Regions from separate parts of the Mus musculus genome. Here region 1 is linked to region 2. A link is a contact called in public Hi-C data. All regions are on one chromosome and are shown on one strand. The core of a region is the stretch at or near the end of the contact, and the rest is flanking DNA. Distances in the headings are between cores, read along the strand shown. Region 1 has its middle 18 kb from the start of Nelfa. Region 2 holds the start of Letm1 (leucine zipper-EF-hand containing transmembrane protein 1).

What was found. A called contact is a pair of places that touch in the nucleus more often than the background predicts.
Region 1: a contact with region 2 is called in a Hi-C map of muscle stem cells, with 2.3 times the contacts expected there. The contact joins the enhancer-like site here to the promoter of Letm1 in region 2. A contact is called at or near these places in 5 of 39 promoter capture datasets (cranial neural crest, hematopoietic stem and progenitor cells, hippocampal neurons and 1 more), 4 of 484 Hi-C or Micro-C datasets (B cells, muscle stem cells and myocytes), 5 of 115 datasets of contacts at active chromatin or transcription factors (the 230-238 cell line, astrocytes, bone marrow-derived macrophages and 1 more) and 2 of 9 other capture datasets (adipose tissue and liver).

The regions. Positions count from the first base shown.
Region 1 is chr5:33,952,646-33,955,345 of GRCm38.p6, forward strand. No RefSeq gene overlaps it. Among named protein-coding and RNA genes, the nearest start is that of Nelfa, 18 kb to the left of the region's middle. Within about 2 kb of position 1,371, at least 39 of the 459 cell types and tissues checked have an H3K27ac peak or open chromatin away from gene starts, as enhancers often do. A contact at or near this core is called in bone marrow-derived macrophages and muscle stem cells, where this site is marked.
Region 2 is chr5:33,781,345-33,784,044 of GRCm38.p6, forward strand. It overlaps Letm1 (leucine zipper-EF-hand containing transmembrane protein 1), which reads right to left and starts at 1,373. Exons shown (of 14, transcript NM_019694.2): 1 at 1,130-1,373. The coding sequence starts at 1,208.

The DNA of each region.
Region 1 (2,700 bases), core at 121-2,620, 170 kb after region 2:
GCTTATGCACATGACCTGTTTTCTTGTGTTTGTTCATGTTGTTTAGAATGACTCCAACCCTGAGTTCCCAATTTTAAGCTAACTTTCTGTTACAAGCAAAAGGCTGCCTGCCCCTTTAAAAGCTCCATTTGCAATCGGCCCTCAGCAGGGCTTTTTCAGCTGTACCTGACTCCCAGCCACAGTGCTTATATCACTTTCTGCTGTGTAAATTGAGACTGCCTTTTAAACAAGTTAAAGGATGGACAGCCAGCAGATAAAGTTTTAACCAATTATATTTTTCAACATGAAACACAGAACAACAATCATTCAAACAACAAAACAAAAACAAACATGAATTGACAGACATATGGACAATTTGGTGCACCAAAAACAGATAATAGACAGACAGGGAATATAACTTGGTGTCTCAAAGGGACCCAGATATCCTAACCAGAGCTAAGAATATCTCCATAGGAGCCAGAGAGGAAGCAGGACGTCTCCCGTTTTCCTTCTGTCCCTAGGAGAGCTCTGAAATAGCTTATTTTCTTTTTTCTTTCTTTTTTTAAAAATCTTTCTCCTTAACTTTTCCCAACTAGGTAGTGTCAGTGACCCAGTGGGGGCAAACCAAGGAGCGAGTCTATTTAAGAACCCTCTCACTGTACTTTCATCTGGATGGTACCTCTCCTTCTCATAGCGAGCTGCCTCCTCCTCTAATTCTTCCTCTTCTGAGGGACTGAGCCCAGTATCTGAATCTGAGCTATCGAGTCCCAGAGCCTCAAGTTCTTTTACTGGATACTCTTCTTTTTTGGGGGCCTCTTTTTCCTCTCTTCTCTCTTCTCTCCCTGGGCGTCCTTTCCCCATTCTCTCACTTTCTCGGATCCAAGGTCCTTTTTTTTTTTTTTTTTTTTTTTTTTTTTTTTTTTTTTTTTAGGTATACCCTTTTTTCTTTGAGCTCTTAATCTTTTACCCCGCTCTGTTTCTGCTGTGATGTCCTTAACCTCCTCCAGCACTCCCTGTCCTGCCTTTACCGCTGGGCGGCACTTCTCATCTTCCAAGCATGATTTAATAAGTTTCCAAAGCGGCATAGTTCCTGCTTTCAGTTTCCCATTCTGTTGCTCTCTAGCCAAATCTCCCCTCAACTTCTCCCATGAATCGAGGGTTAATGATCTAGAGCATGCATACCAAGGTGCTATGCGATCTATCTCCTTAACAAAGGATTCCAAGGTTTTCACGGAGACTTTAATTTCACGCTGCTTTAAGATAGACTGCAGTGCTGTGATCACTGAATGTGAGGTTCCCATACTGCTCCTTTATCTACAGGAGAGGCTTAAATATAGGAGAGACACCTCAGCTTATGTACGTCCATCTGACTGTACCTAGAGGCGGTCGAAAATCAGCACCACCCCCAGTGAGTGCAAAATGAAACCAAAAGGAGAACAAAGGCTTCCACCGCACCTTCCAATTGAGGAGAGAGATGAGAGAAATCAAGGCCAAACATTCCTCTCAGAGCTTACCTTCGTCCTGCAGTTCTGAATCCTTCCCCGAGAGCGGGGGGGGGGGGGGGGGCGGGGGGGGTGTCGTCCCCTCGGCGCCAGTGATGATGATACGTTTTTTCCGGGTTTTCGGCGCCAAATGTCCTGCACTACCACCTCGCCAGCAAGAACGCGCACGGAACACCAGGATTCTTCTGCAGCAAATCTTTATTGCATATTGATGAGGTAGACCCCGAGCCCTAGAAAGGCGCTGCTTATATACCCCCTAGCGTGGCATGTCCATGCCTGACTGGTCGCTTACCCACGGTCTCATTGACACACCCCGGGGTGGGCTCTGACTTGGCGTGAACACTCTTGCACATGTGCACACAGCTTGTTCACTGACAAAGGCCAAGCTGGCACAGCGGAATCTGGTGCCATCTTGTGGCGGCGAATGTTATCGCAGCTCTCCACAGAAGGAAAAGGTGGGGCTGGAGGTTTTAGAGAGAGGGGGAAGAGTGAAGAACAAAAGAGGAAGGACAGAGGAGGAAGAGGTAGGTGGAAGGACATGTCCTGGAGAAGCCACAAATAGCAAGGAGTCTCATAGCTGGGGAATAGATTAGCACAGTGATAGATCTGCCCAATCTAGACATACAACTTATAAAAATAATTACTGAGTTGTGTGTTTTTGATATGGGCTTATTGGGGTAAGAAATTACCACAACAAGTCTTCTGTTTGCCTTCGGGACAAAATGTAGAACTTTCAGCTCCTCCAGCCCCACTTTTGCCCGGACATTGCTGTGCTCCTGCCTTGATGATAATGGACTGAACCTCTGAACCTGTAAGCCAGCCCCAATTAAATGTTGTCCTTTATAAGAGTTGCTTTGGTTACAGGGTCTCTTCACAGCAATGGAAACCCTAACTATGACACCAGCCATAGGTATAGCCCTTTATTAACCAGTCAGAGATTATTGGGGAGCAATCTTTACCATACATTGATTAATACAGTGCTCCACCATCAGGCTATAGACTGGGCAGGGGCACAGAACTCAGTTTCTGAATACACATTCCACAAAACGAACCCCCACAATCAGTGCTAAACCTGCCATCCTGAGTCCAGTCTCCAGAACCTACGTGGCAGAAAGGGAAGAGCTGATCTCACTGTTGTCCTCTGAGCTGCCACTGCAGGCAATGGAGTGTGCCTGCTCTTCTCCCTCCACATACATGAACACATTTTGTTTTGTTTTGC
Region 2 (2,700 bases), core at 123-2,622:
TATAACGAGAAAATCAGAATAAAGTATGTCACACAAAAGTGAAGAAGAAGGTAAGTACTCAAGAATAAAGAACACTTTGATACAAAGTTGGCCTCAATTTATCCTCTAAGACTAAAAAGTCAGGATGTCCATCCTGTGCCTGTTGGCTCTGGGCACATCATTACAGGGAGAGCAGGGGCTTGCTACCCAGTAATGCTCTATTGTTCCACATCTAACCAGCTGACAGGAGTCTAACCACTGTCAGGGAAGCAGCATTTTTGTTCCAAGGGAACTGGGTTAACTAAAGAAAACATTCTTGTGCCTGGAATAATAACACACACACACAATATCAACTAATTTGAAAGCCATAAACATGCCAGAGAAATAAGAAAAGGCAGAAGTACATTATGGTATCCTGAACAAGTCAACAGGTAGACAGCGCTTATAGCAGAGACAGCTTGAAAAACCACACCAAACCCAGGGACACTCTGCTCTTTCCACGCATCCTAACTGGTTTTGCTGTTTGTTTTTAAGACTGGATCTTGTGCCCTGCCTGGCCTGAAATTTTAAATGGTCTGGAGTTCAGAGATTCACATGCCTCTGTTTCCAGGGTGCTGGGGGTAAAGGTGTGTGCCCCCATGCCTGGCTCCACACCATACCCGACTCTCCAATACTGTTAAGGTGACAAGAACTGTACTTCTACCAAGAAACCATAAGGTCTTGGGTCCCACTCTCACAGGCTGTTTCAACCTTACAAATAGGACACATATAAGTTTCCTTGGAAAGCACGGTCATCAGCCACCCCACCCCAGGGAGTGGCCCACTAAGCTGGCATCAACCACAACCCAATCTCCTTGTCCCAGAGTTCTGGCTTCCAAGCCTGAACTGGCCAAAGGGCAGGACAGGGCTCGATTCATCTTCGAGGGGAGCGGCAGGGAAGCCACGGCCCTAAGGAACTTTCTCAGCGCCTCGGTCGGCAGCAGTGACCTGCGGCGACCTGGGCAACTAAGGTCACAGGAAGCTGTCCAGCACAAGCGGCTCAGAGCGGCCCGGTGCTTGTCATTGCCGCGCTGCCTCGGGGCACGGAAGGGGGCGTCCCGCGCTGGCTCCCGGTCGCCCACAACAGGTCGTTTGCGCAGCACCAGCTTACCCCGCGGGGAGGCGGCCCGAGGTGGCGCGAGGCGGGCAGGCCCCCGGCCCCGGCAGCTCCTGAGCAAGATGGACGCCATGCGCCCGCCGCGGCGGCGTTCTATAGCTGCCTCAGCTTCCTCGGCGGATCTTGGCCGTCCCGGCGCCTGGGCCCAGCCCGCGCGGACGGTTGACGGCAGAGGTTGGCTCCGGCAGCAAGCGCTCAGCTCAAGGACCCGGCATCCGCAGCGGCCATGTCCCGGCACAAACGTCCGTAGGCGCGGGGCGGAACAGGCCTGGCCGGCACGGCTCCCATTGGCCCTGCGGCACCCGCCCTGGCCAGGTGAGGGGCGAGCCCGCCCAACAGACTACAAGGCCCAGCGTGCATCCGGGAGGCTTGCCTCTCCCGACTACAAGTCCCAGCGTGCGCCGAGTCTTGGGTTTTCTTGATGAGCTCAGATCTATCTGGAGTTCCTCTTGCATCTTAGCAGTGCCTAGCTTCTGATTTGGGGCTGCGGGCACAGAGGCGGCAAAAGAACTGGCATCTATTTTCATAACTACTAAGCCCTATATTATACTAGCCCATAGCAGATGGCTCATGGGACTTTAAGGAAGGGTGGTGGGTAGGGAACATAACTCTGCGAGGCTGTTAATTGGTCCCACCTCCTTGCTTCGCGTCAGGACGAGCAACCTTAGTAGTGGGCTGCACTCCTGGCAGGTCCCCTCTATGGTAGCTCACAGCCACCCCTGCCCACTCCAAAATAGACCTGGCAGCATCCTCTTCTTTAAAGGGTGGTGGCTGGAATGGCAGGCTTCAGGATTGTGGAAACCCAGGACTATACACACTCTGGTGCTCCAGAGCAGCCACCCTCTCCACAGATCTGTATCCCGACCCAGGGACACCAGACCGTTCCTGGAGACTTCCCTCACTGCTTTCCACCTCCTGCCTTTGTGGAATGCCTTTTCCGTTCCTTCTACGTTCCTGTGGGAGTGAACTCAGAATAGTAGGTGAAGATCTTCAGTATGAGGTTAATGCATTTTTTTTTTTTCTGATGAACAGGTGCTCAAGTCCTAATTCCAGCTGGCTCCCAGCGAGGACGCTTCACTAGTATCCCAGCACAGCCCATTGGGAAGAAGTAACCTATCTGGTCATTTTCTGAATCAGAACCTAAAAGCTGGGCCAGTGTAGGCCAGAATCCCTATCTCAGGACTCAGGTGGCAGAGAATCTCCTAAGACGTTTGGAACCTCTCTTGTGCACACGGTAATGTACATTGTGGGCATCAGATACAGAATTAAGTCAAGTGTAGGGATTCCCTGAAAGGGCTGATGACCTAAACCAAAGAACTGAAGTTTCTTAGCCAAGCTGAGAAACTTCCACCAATAAGAACACTTGCCTGACCAAAGAGGAGGAGGAGGAGGAAAGCAAAGCCAAGCCAAAGTAGTAATGACAACTGAGGAATACCGAATGGCTGAGAAGCACCTAAAGAAATGTTCAACATCCTTAATCATCAGGGAAATGCAAATCAAAACAACCCTGAGATTCCACCTTACACCAGTCAGAATGGATAAGATCAAAACCTCAGGTGACAGCA